Regions from separate parts of the Mus musculus genome. Here region 2 is linked to region 1. Evidence: chromatin contacts called from public HiChIP or PLAC-seq data. All regions are on one chromosome and are shown on one strand. Each heading gives the region's core, a stretch centred on a gene start, on an enhancer-like site or on the middle of the called end of the contact. The rest is flanking DNA. Distances are from core to core; before and after follow the strand shown. Region 1 has its middle 29 kb from the start of 9530026F06Rik. Region 2 holds the start of Pard3b (par-3 family cell polarity regulator beta).

What was found. HiChIP or PLAC-seq counts read pairs in DNA pulled down with a chosen protein or histone mark.
Region 2: an H3K4me3 HiChIP or PLAC-seq map of embryonic limb bud shows a contact between it and region 1, with 3 times the contacts expected there. The contact joins the promoter of Pard3b here to the enhancer-like site in region 1. A contact is called at or near these places in 8 of 39 promoter capture datasets (the 3T3-L1 cell line, the HPC-7 cell line, cranial neural crest and 5 more), 4 of 484 Hi-C or Micro-C datasets (the AML12 cell line, embryonic stem cells and nephron progenitors) and 1 of 115 datasets of contacts at active chromatin or transcription factors (embryonic limb bud).

Annotation. Positions count from the first base shown.
Region 1 is chr1:61,404,543-61,410,747 of GRCm38.p6, forward strand. No RefSeq gene overlaps it. Among named protein-coding and RNA genes, the nearest start is that of 9530026F06Rik, 29 kb to the left of the region's middle. Within about 2 kb of position 2,774, at least 9 of the 459 cell types and tissues checked have an H3K27ac peak or open chromatin away from gene starts, as enhancers often do. A contact at or near this core is called in embryonic limb bud, where this site is marked.
Region 2 is chr1:61,635,952-61,642,156 of GRCm38.p6, forward strand. It overlaps Pard3b (par-3 family cell polarity regulator beta), which reads left to right and starts at 2,873. Exons shown (of 23, transcript NM_001081050.2): 1 at 2,873-3,411. The coding sequence starts at 3,292.

The DNA.
Region 1 (6,205 bases), core at 1,524-4,023:
TTTAGTTTTAGGTCTAAACACTAAACTTTGGCTTTCAAGTCCTAGATGGCAAAACCAACCGGAGCCCTGTATAGTCAAGTAATAGCTCACTTGCCTGAGTGTGGGCATGACCAAAGTGAGCTTCCTAATGGGTGCAACTAACGGGTGTGGAGACACATGCTGTTCCCACCATATGGACAGCCCACTGTTATATAAGCCCCTCCCCTTCCCCCACTGCCATGCTGTTTAAAGTTTACCAGATCCCATGCATGCAGAGGGCATTGCTAAAACTCTGTGCACTGATATAAACTCTTTAAATACATTCAAGCACCTTCTATACACTAGACATTATAGGGGTCTCAAAGAGATATTTAATATCATTGTACCCTTCCCATTTGCCCTTCCTTCCTTCCTTCTTTCCTTTCTTTCTTTCCTTCTCTCTTTCTTACTTTCTTTCTGAGACAGGACCTGATCTAGCTTTCCAGACACATGTCACCTCACTTTGCTGTGTCACCTTTATCTTTAAGACACATCTGAAGCTTCCTTGAGAGGTTAGTGTAAGGGCAGATGTCATTCCTTATTGAAGTTCATTTACCCGACCCAAAGTTCTATAGGTAGCTTTTTAAGTGTAAATATTTCAAGCTTGTTTCCACAGGTTTTTTTTTTTTTTTTTAAATTTAATGCTCAATGAATCTATGAAGGAAGGAATCTGAGGTGATGATAATTTAGTGCTATGCTACAGCATGTTTCAGGAGGGCAAATGTCTGGATACACCATCTTACGTCACCCATACAACTGCGGGGCAAGAACAGAGCTAGTAATAATGTCTCCACTTTAAAGATAAAGATGTAAGACTACAAGAGTCTCCAGAGAGGCAGTTGTCAGACCTTACTTGGGCATCCGAGCTTAACAAGTCACCCTCACATTTCTGCCCCAGGTCTCAGAATTTTAAACTGGAGACAGACAGAATGGTTACAATTAGCAAGTTGGCTAATTCGGCAGTGAGTGTAAATGAGAGTTATAGATAAATGACATTTAGTGACATTAATTAACTGATTAAATTAAACCTGATATTTTAATCAGAATTTGTTTGTGCAAAGTGTTAGATAAAATGAAATGTGTTTTAACCTAGTTACTTAAAAAAAAAATTCCAGTTACCATAACAACTTCATGTGATTTCAATTAAAGGTGGTCTTTCCTTCATATTATTTTTAGAACTTGAGTTGCCATAACAACCAGATGCAGGGTATTTGATCAGTTAAATCATTCCCAAAGAGTTAAGAAAATATGGTGTCTTTTAGAAACAATCACAATATGATAAGTGGAGCATCAGGAGTAAATGCCCAAATGGTGAGGCAGACTCTATTTTTCAAGGAGCCCACATGTGAAGTAAAAGGCCAATGAATCTTCCTTTGTATGCTAGGCTCATGATGTTTCTCAGTTTCAGAAATCAAAATGAGATTATTTATCAATTGGAGGAAAGTGGAGATGTCAGTTTCTGGGGTAATATGAATTGTCAGGGCCACAAAGAGAAATGATGTAAATGATAAATTCACTTTCACAGTATTTGGGGGAATTTTCTAAAAACAATGTTTCTAAGCTGGGGGTCAGGGTGGAGAAGGGGATTTGGTTTTATACAATTTATAACACAGGAAAATGGTTGGTAATTTCTTCCCTGTTCCCCTCCCCATGGAGAATTATTAAAGGGGTCTGCTCCTGTCAAAAAAGAATCTGATTCCAACAACCTCAAGAGCCAGCAGATCCCAAACACACTGTATTAGAAAACTGAGCCACAGGCCTGGGACGACTGGTCAGTGGGTAAAGTGTTTGCTGCTCATCTAGAAGACCATCCATCCCTAGTACCACCTAGGAGCCAGCTTGCCACATCTCTCATCCCAGACCTAGGGGTACTGGTCAGAGGTGAATCCACAGGTTTGCTGGACAGCCAGGCTAGCCCCAAGAGAAGCTCTGGTTGAATGAGAGGCCCTGTCTCTAAAAATAAGATGGAAAGTGATAGAGGAACACACTCAAGGTAGATCTTGGGCCTCTACATTTCCCAGAACACGCATGCACATGCATGTACTTTTTAGGAGAGGACGGAAGAGTGACAGTATACACACACCACACACACATACACACATACACACTGCACACCACACACACACACACACACACACACACACACACACACACACATGTATACACTCTTTAGGAGAGGATAGAAGGGTAAAGGTATACATACACCACACATGTGCACATACACACACATGTTAACATACAAACTCACACATGTACAAGCATGTACTTTTTAGGATAGAATGGAAGGGCAAAGACATATGGAAAGAAGAGGTGGGAGATGGGTAGGAAAAACCTTCTCCTAGGTACCCATGCTTCTCTGGTAAGTTGGTAAGAAGGAAGTAGGTATAAGTTAAAAGTGCTCATGGCTATCTGCTTCCAATCACGTGACAATATTTCAGACATGCTGATTCCAAATGAGCAAGAACGTATGGTCCAGAAAAAAATCCTCCATTTTTGGAATCCAAGTCCTCACCTGTCTGAGGTCAATTGGCCCTTCTAGGCAGAAGTCTCACATTAGTTCATGGGCTACTGTCTACAGTGAACAGGAGATACATCTGGCTGCTCTGAAGGGTGGGTCAGGCTGCCCACTAAGTGACAAATAAAGATGGCCTCTGCCTGGGATCGCTGTCAGCCCATAAAATGCAACAGAGAGCCATGATCTTGCCCACAGCCTGGCCGCAGAAGCAGGAGATGAATTGTAGGAGTGTCTGCCGTCGATTCTGGGTTTAATTATAGACCGCTCGCTTAATGAGGTTTGCAGGAGGAGGAGGAGGTGGGGGATCGGTGTGTGCTGGTGTGGCTGGGGGTTATTTAATTAAAAAACAATAAAGCTGCCAGCTGCCACTGGTTAACGATCTGGAACCCACCTTTTCTTCCTCCTAGAAGAGAGCCCAGCACAGAGAGTCCTGGCTAACTGATCGGTACTATGCTAAGGTTTCCTTAGTGCCCTGACTTAAGGCACCTTTTTCCAGCCCAGGCTCTCTGTGACTGCTCTACACAGGGTGAACAGTTGATCCTAGAATTAAAGAAGAACCACAAGGCCCATTACAAAAGGCGAACCAACCTTCCCATTTGCCCCTTCCTCCAGCGGCTTGTTTGGGGATTGAAAACAAAACAAATCAACGACCTTTCTTTGGAAATGGTCGGAGGCAAGAGCTGGATTGGATTGACAGATTTGTAAAAGGTGGCTTTCCATCTCCCTTCCACACCCTGCCAGCCTAGGGACATAAAGAAGGAGGACCTCCTAGGCTGCATAGAGCAGGGTGGGCGTCTGGTGTCAGAATGGCTGCCAGCCCTGAGTTTTCAAGGCCTGCTTGCTTTCAATAATCACCTAGATAAATTGTTTTGTTTTGTATTTAAAAAAAAAAAAACATATAGCTTCTTTGGGGATTATAAATAAATTAGCTTTTGTATCTATGATTTTAAAATGTCTATGAGGAGATTGTTAAGATTAGAGAAAGGCCATCTCCATGAGGAACTCTTGCCTTTTGACATAGTTCCACATTGTCTACCAAGGACCAAAGCAGGCCTAGGACCCCCTTTTCAAACACCTGAGACGCAGCAAGGGGACACAGACTCAGAGTGTCTGGAGGGCACTGATGAGTTGTGGTATTAGCCGCTGTTGACCCATAGTCATGGGTCTTGAACCAAGAAGTCTTCCCTTGCTGCTTAATAAGGTTCACATACAATCTTCAAGAGAAGCTTTAGCCTGGGCCTGTCTGAGGCTTATGAAAATTGCTATTCTGGGAAACTCCTCAGGCAAGACAGGACATTGGTCACCCCATCTGAAGTACTTGGTTTATACTCTTTGTACCTCTCTTGGACAGTTCAGCGAAAACCACCCCTATCTAGACTTACCATTAATTAGTTAGGAGTAACACATCTTGGGATTCTCTGAATACAGCTTAGCACTGTGTCCTCAATTTACCCTTCCAGAGCACCTAAGAACCAGCTGAACAGTAGGCTATTCTCTCTCAGCCTCCAGTCATTTTGTGCCCTGCGTAATAGTATCAGATGTCTGAAAGCCCCTGTTCTGCAAATTAAGATTCTCCCTTGACTTTCGCAGGCCCTTTTAAGTCCACCAATTGGACTGGCCTGTGATTAAATCATCTTTGTAATTACATCTTATTTGCATTTCTAATGTACAATTTGCATGTCAATGGCTTATGCCTAAATCAGATTGGCTCATTTTGTCCATATTATCTGGAGGTGGGGGTGAGGCAGGAGTGGGGGACTGACTTCTTGTTCTGACCTTGTCATTTATGTGTGTGGTTTTCTTTTCTGAAGGATGGAGATGGTGTGCTGGGTTTGAATTGTGTCCTTTGAAAATTATTCAGTGAGGCCTTAACCTCCAGTACCCCAGAATACCTTCCAAATAAGGTAGCCTTCTTTGGAAATAAGTTAATTGAAAACACAATTGGTTAAGTTAGGATCAGGCTATGCTCTTCCGACTCAAATTCATCATCTTGAATGAAGGTGCATACCTAGCTCAAAGTGGCAGCGTCCTTATGAAAAAGGAACTCTGAAGATGGATACACGTACAGAGGGAATGCCTGGGAAGACTTGGGTCAATAAGTCAAAAACCTATCAAAAGATTGTCCCCAGTGGCAGTGAGAAAGAAATCACAATGGAAGATCATTCTCTAATACCCACAAAGGCAGTATGGCTGTCCTGAAACCTTGAACTTGGATTTTCAGTTTTCACATTGAGACTTCTATAAATAATAGAAATAATTTCCGTTAGCAATTCTGTTTGCAATATTATTATATAATAACATTATATATTAACTATATATTAATTACATAGTAACATTAATTACATAATAATAACAGCACTTGTTGGGAGCATGAAGGTCCTTGTGCCCACAGATCTCCAGGAAACCCAGGAATATTAAGCACATAGGAATCTTCTTTCAAAGGGAAAATATATAACCTGTTTTTCCAGAAAGCTGGGAGTCAGATGTGATTAATAGCCTGGTGATCTGTGTTATCTGTTGGGCCAGGCCATATCAAGCTCCTACAACCAGGACCAGAGGTGGTGGCTAGTAATCTTAATGACCCTTACAGCCAGGGTCTCCCCCAAATTCCCACCACCAAGACTGGAGATACATAACTGTTGAAATGACTCTTATATTATCTGTATAGCCAGAGATTTCTCTAATCTCCCAAAACCAGGAGCACAAATGGCTAATAGCCCAAATGACATCTATGCTACCTATATGGTCAGATCCTTCCCTGGACCCTTAGGCTAGTACAGGAAGCATATTTCTAGAACCCATCTTCATGGAAGAAATGACATGGACCGTGAGTTGGGCTTGAGTAATCCCACCTCCTTGGGCCCAGAGGATTGTATTACACCAGGAAACTTTTTTTTTTCCAAAATTGTACTGTGTCTTAAATATGCTTACAATAAACCACCTGATATCAGACTCCTTAGAAGTCTCCATCCAGGCTGAGGAAGTACCTGACCTGAGTTTTCATTCTCTTCATTCATCTCTTCTTTACAGTTTGCTTCCCTGCCTGACATCTGCAAAGACCCTCTCAAACACTGACTTCAGAAGACTTTCCTGATGAATAAACAAGAAGTTTTTTTTTCCTTCTTCTGTAGATGTGAAAGTATCTGTAGGTACTTAGGAATCATTAATGAATAATAGGAAAAACAGTAGAGGGATCAGTGGGTTGCCAGAAAAGTTTCAAGCCCAGAATAACTGAATATGATGGCTAGTCCTGATTGACAGCTAGACTGGAGACTTCTAAAGCACACTGGATAAGTCTCTGAGGGTGATTTCAGACAGCACTAACCAAAGGACAAAGACATGTCCTATTGTAAGTGGCACAGTCATCTCGTCAGCTAGAACACAAGAAGAAATGAAAACGCTCTCAGCCATCCCTGCTTCCCCCTCGCCCATCTCCTGTTTCTCCTTTCTTTAGACGCCAAGTTTTAAACTCCTCTTTTCAGCATACCCTCCCAACCAAAATGGTCCAGAGAGCATGAGCTCAGATAAAGCTTTCCTCTTTCAAACTGTTTCTCTTGGGTATTTGTCACAGCAATGAAAACTGTAATACCCAGCCAGACAGTGGTGGCGAATGACGTTAATTCCAGTGCTTGGGAGGCAGAGAGAGATGGATTTCTGAGTTTGAGGTCAGCT
Region 2 (6,205 bases), core at 1,623-4,122, 230 kb after region 1:
TGAGATGGATTACTGGTCAACTATGAATTAACAATTACTATTGTTTAGTCAACGCACACTATTGTTCTGGCTCCACCTCCCTGCCCCTGTTGGCCCCTATCGAGAGCTGGTGGATCTCTCGAGGGGACGTGGTACAGGAATGGCCGGGGGCAGAAGAGACCTCAGGCAGAGATGAGCCTGCTGAGAACAGACTCTTGGGAGACTGTTTCATTGAGATAGCTAAGCTAGATGGGGGTGAGTATGAAAGGTACTTAGACCTTTGAGGGGTGAGTAGGGGCTTTGGAGATGAGTGTACATCATTGGCTGGGCCCAGGATGGTGGGGGTGGCTCATTTGCATAAGGAGGCTATCCAGGTGCTACATGACATGATCCTTTGATGGGAAAGGAAGGATAACCTGTCTACTAGGCTATGTGACTTCCTCTGGGGGTAAAGGTAGGGGTGCTGGGCTACCTGTGCTGGGTTATACAGGCCTAGGGTGAGAAGGGAGTAATCCTACTTCTGCCAATCTCAGCATGAGATTTCTGGGGTTTGGACATGCTTCAACCCACTCTTGCTCTGGGCAAGCACCCTATAGCTCCACTGCTGCCTGGCCCCACAGCACCCCTCATGGTACCTGACATTTTCATCATACCTCTTAGAGTCTAGGCAGTTCAATAATAGTGGCCAGTGTGATTGCCTACTGAAGTATTGGGAAACAAACAGGAAATCTCACAGCACAGGGGATGTTCATCCATCCAGCAGGCAAAAACAAGATAATGGAACCCAGGTCTAGACTCCTCTAATATTACTAAATCAAGGCAAATTATTTATTGTCTTCTGCCTAGGAAGCTCCCAGGGCATGAAATATTGATTTAGGTGTTTGCTAGGCATGGATGACTGTGTTGCTCTTCTTAATATATGATGAATTGTTTCTATGTGTGCCATTATGAGGCTGAAAAGCAAATTAACCAGGGTTATTTAATAAACATGAAATATAAACACTAAGCCCTATGCCCAGTTACTAGTGAGGGGTCATGAAAGTGCACAGGGTGTACTGCTCAAACGCTGGTGTAGCTGCAGGCTTCCGTTATCTACTGCAGACATGGATTTTGCTGCATTCCATAAGACCTGCTTCATCTAATCTGTGAGTGGGATGGGGCGAGTCTGTGTGTTCTTCATAGTTAACTTGGGGAATCTCAAAGCCAGGAAGCTGAAGGCTCTGGGTACCCGAGGAGAACTCCTACTGGCTGTAAGAGTTTGTAATGTGAAGAGAACCCTGGTCCACTGGAGTTGAAGACCAGTTTGGGGACACGGTGAAGGACCGGGGATGGGGGTGGGGGGTGGGGGGTGGGGGCACAGAGGAAGCAGTGTGCACTTGTTTCTCGGCTGAGAATCTTTGCTTTGTGCTTTCCAAACCTTCATACAATTCTCAGTATAGCGTGAGACCACTCATTAATGCCTGGCATTTGCATGTGCTCAATTTTTACTATTTCCTGTGGAAGACTCAGCAGAGAAACGCCTGTGAGCCCACTTCACTGCGAATGGAGACAACATTAGTGTAGTTAATAGCTGGAGATAGTCCCTGAAGATACACTTCATGATCCTGCCTCCAACTATGCCTCAGAGGGTGGCTCAATGGATTTTTTTGTCTGGTTTTATGACAAAAATAATTCTGTCTTTGGTTTACCTAAATCAGTCTGTTAGATTTGCAACCCAACTAGGCTGTCTACTGTGTATTTCCTCCAAGTTGACTCAGTTTACATGACCCTCTTCATGGCCACTGACATTGAATAAGGTGCTTTCGTGGGACATAATCAATGTATATTGAATGTAGGAGTGTAAGTAGATCAGAACTCCCAGATCCATAATTTAGGACCAAACCATCCCCAGCAACTCAAACTCAGTTTAAGTTGACATAGGAGCAACTCTGGTAGGAAATGGAGGATACCCCGGGGGATCTTATGGATGCACTAAATTGCCATAAAAACTGTCAGGAGCCACTAGAGATTTAGATAGGAGGACCTGTGTTCTTTGCACCATAACCAGCTGTGTCACCTGCTCAGTTTCTGAACACCAGTCTGTTTTGATTTTGAATCTTTCAGTGCTGAAAATCGATGACTGGAGGGAAAAGTTCTAAATTGAACCGCACCCCCAGCAAGCCAAGCACTCTTCTTTCTGTACAAGGTAAGGGGAAAGTATTTATTTTCCAGCTCAAAGGAGCTGTTTACTTAAGAATTAAGGATGCAGACGTTACTTGTTGATCAGAACTTCTCCCCATACCTTGGGTTCAATTGTTCGAGGACAGGAACCTGCGAAATCATGACTCAAGGGTGTTCTTTTCGTCAACAGATGCACAAAGGGAGTCCCCCTTCAAAAGGAAAAGTGTAAACTTTTACACCCTATCATATTTGGATTTTGGGTGTGATCTTCGGTGGAACACTTGGCACCTGCACAGTGGCCTTAAAGTTCCCTCAGCTTAGCTAGCTCTCTTGTGGCTCCAAAGCAAAAGCTCTGCCTTCAGTCAGTCCCACCTCTCAGTACTTCAATTCTATGGCTACTTTAGAAGGTGTGGCAAAAGCACCTGCTCCGGAGCTTCCCTTGAACCTCCCTCCAACTCTCATTTTAAGGGAGTTGCTAGGCCAGTTTCCTATCTATTCCAAGTGTGCTTTATGAGATCCGGTTTCAATTCCCCTGTGGTAGCTCCCAGATCCCGTTACAATTCCCGGAGCTCCTTGTACATGTGAGGGAGAAAGAGAACCAAGTGCGGGCAACAAGCTACCCAAGGTCTAGTTACTGGGGCAACCCCGGGCTCGGTGCAACGCCTCGGTGCGCTCTGTGGTCCGCGAGCGCCGCGGCCCCTTTAAGAGCCGGGCCCAGGCTGGCCCGCGGGCCGAGGGAGCCCAGAGCGCCGCGCGCGTCGGAGGAGTTGGGAGCCGGCGCAAAAGTTTCCTCCCAACTCTGGCCCCGCGCGCCGCCGCCGCCGCCCACTCCAGCCCGGGGCCTGGGGCCGGCCCTGCCACGGTCGCTAGGGCCACCGCCAGAGGCAGGGCCGGGCCGGGCCGCACCCGCAGTTTCACTTTGGCGCGTGGAGCCTCCGCTTGCGCCCGGCCGACCCTCCGCGTCCCCGCGTCTCCGAGCCCGCGTTCCCGCCCTCGGCCTCCCGTGGGGCTGCAGGGGAGCAGCTGTGGGTCCCGGTCCCGGAGGCACGCGTGGGACAGCGTCGTGTCCGCCCCACGTCCCCCGACGGAGGGGCTGTGCCTGGGGGCCAGGCACCTGTTCGGCCCAGCCCCGCGCGGGAGCCCAGGGCCAGGATGAAAGTGACAGTGTGCTTCGGGAGGACGGGCATCGTGGTGCCCTGCAAGGACGGCCAGCTCCGGGTCCGCGAGCTCACCCAGCAGGCGCTGCAGCGGTACCTGAAGACCCGGGACCAGGTGAGGGGCGCCGCAGGGGGCGAGCATGGGGCGCGACCACCGCGGGGCTCACTTAGTAAGTGTCCTAGGCCACGCACCTGCCCGTTGCCTTGGACCAGGTGGCGCTTTTTCTGGGGCTCAGATCACCCCCAGCGGCTGGTGAGCGCTGCCTGCAGCCACAACTTTTGCAGGCTGCTAATTTAAGGGACCCAATTAGCCCTGTCTTGCTATCCAGAGGCTGGAGAAGAAATGGCGGCATCCCACTCACTTGAGGGGTCCTTACAACTCCGCCATCTGGGGCCTACTCCCAAGTCCACACACCCAGTCTGTTCTGTAAGACAGCCCCAGGTGTTTGAGTAGGGGTCCAGAACCTACTTGTGGGGACACTGTGATGTTACCCTGTGCTGCTCACCTGAAGTGTGATTTCTGACCAAGTCCCGCCTTAAGGAGGCTCCTTGGAGTTTGAGCATTGATTGGCTCAAGAAACACCTCCAAAGTTATAGCTATTGGTGCTTTGAGAGTTCTCAGCTTGATGGGAGGTCTCCCAGTGACCTGGGCAGGAGGTGCTCCAGTGGGGATGCTGCCCTTATGCCAGCTACTGCACTGGGGTGTATTCAGCGAATGCCACAGTTTCTATGAGTCATAGCTAATGAGAATGGTTGTAGTGGGTTCTGGGTTACTCCCAAAGTAAGGCTGACCCACTGTTCTGCTGCTCAAGTTAGGAATAAGTAGCAGCCAAAAGCCAGCACACAAGTGGCAGGACTCCAGCACTCTGGTCAGGCATCTGGGTGACTTGTGAGAGTTCTGGTTTCCTCTATGGAACCTCTAAATGAACTCTCTAAAAAGCACCTTTAAAATTGTTTCAGTTCGTCCATGGCCTGTTTCGGATGCTTCAACGACCTCGCGAACAGATAAGCCACAAACTCTTGTTTTAGTAGACAAACTCCTGTTTTAGTCCTTTTAATATTTGTTCGCATAATGCTCGTTGTAAACTATAGTCCAATCTTGAGATGAAAAACTGTAATTTTAATGTCATATATGTTATCCAAAGTATAGAAATCACTTTTCTTTTTCCAAGTACATAGTTTCAAATTTTTAAATTACATATATTCATTTAATATGTGTATGGAGGGTACATGTATACTACTGTACATATGTGGAGGGCAGAGAACTACTTGCCCAGGTTGGTGCCATGTGGATGGAGATCAACATAGCTCTTCAGGCTTGGTGCCAGGAACCATTACCCACTGAGCCGTTTTGCCACCCCCACGTATTTAGTTTAGAGATCTAAGGCATACCTGTTCTTCCTATACTCCACCTAAGAATTAGTGCACAGAGGGAGACTTTTGATGGGTACATGCATATTTTACTTTGAACAGTCGAGAACTGGAGGTTAGAGAGATGGCTCAGCAGTTGAGAGTACAGATGTTCATGTAGAGGACCAGCACCCACATCTGGTAGATCCAACACGTGTGCATTTGTGTGTGTGCACCCCCACACTTCAAAAAAAAAAAGGGAATGGGAAGAGGTAGAGTGAAAGTCCTAAGGAATTACACATACTCTTTAGATTGTATTCTTCACAACAGAGTTAAAGGAGGGGAAAGATTTAAGATGCGTATAAATCGAGGTATCAATCTAACCCAATGAGGGTTTTGCTTAGATTTGGTTTTTGCTATTGCTACATTGGTGTACTGTTTATTTCATATGATTCCATTAAAAATTGGGATTTGACCAAGTAAACAGTTATCTTTGAAATCATATTTTACTGGCTTATGAAAATCGATTAAGGTTAGCAGCAACAATACAATCTACACAAATTATTAGAGTAGATTTCACGGAAGAATTGTTTACTGAGGTGATAAATTTATCTTTTAATTCATTAGCAATAATGTATGTCCTCTAATCTTCTACATTGAGAAATTTACTGTAAGTGTAGAAATCTGTTGTACAAGGTAATCTACAAGCATATAAATAATCATTAAAAAATGACCACTGATCTTTAATGGATTGTAGTTAGACCTTAAAAGGTGTTAAAAAGCCATTGCTACTCTAAACTGGAAGCATAATTTATATCATAGAACTCAATGTAATTGCTTCGATCAGGTTACTGTTATTTCGGGATATTACATTTTTCTGTGTTTGCATTTATATATTAGTAAATGTGACATTTAAAGGTCACCCAAAGCTTATGAAATCTCTCTCTCTCATTTTTGAGTTTTAAAATTTCAATTTATGTGGAAAATGATGTTTTCCTCTTCTCTAAATATTCTTGTCTTCTTTCATTTTAAAGAATATTATAAGAATAAGGCTTAACTAATAATTAGTGGTTGGAATGTAACTTGAAATGTCAAGAAACACTTTGAAAAACTCTATGCATTTATCCATTGAATTAAAAAAATTGTGGAGGAAGAACAGTACTGTTAAAATACAATTTGTGATGAATTCACTTTCTACAAGCCAGGAAGAGAAATTTAAAGAGATGCAATGGAAGAGAAACCTGGTGGAGACGTGAATGTTTCTCCCAGAGTTCTGAATAATCTAGATGGGAGAAAGGCTTCAAGACAGATAGAAGTTGTAGTTTCCAAGGGCCGAAGTGAGTGGAGCCCAAGGAGGTCCTTCTAGATGTTGTAGCCAGCATTACAGAAGGGACACCAAAGCAAGCTGGAATTTGTGGTATGTTGGAACCAGCTGAGTCAACATAAGATAAGGCTAGAAGTAGGTGAGATGCTGAAGGAACAGGAGGAGCTTTGGGGGAAGGCTTTAATTTGCTCTGAACTCGGGAGCGTTGAGTTTCCTGTTTCTACTGGGTGACTCC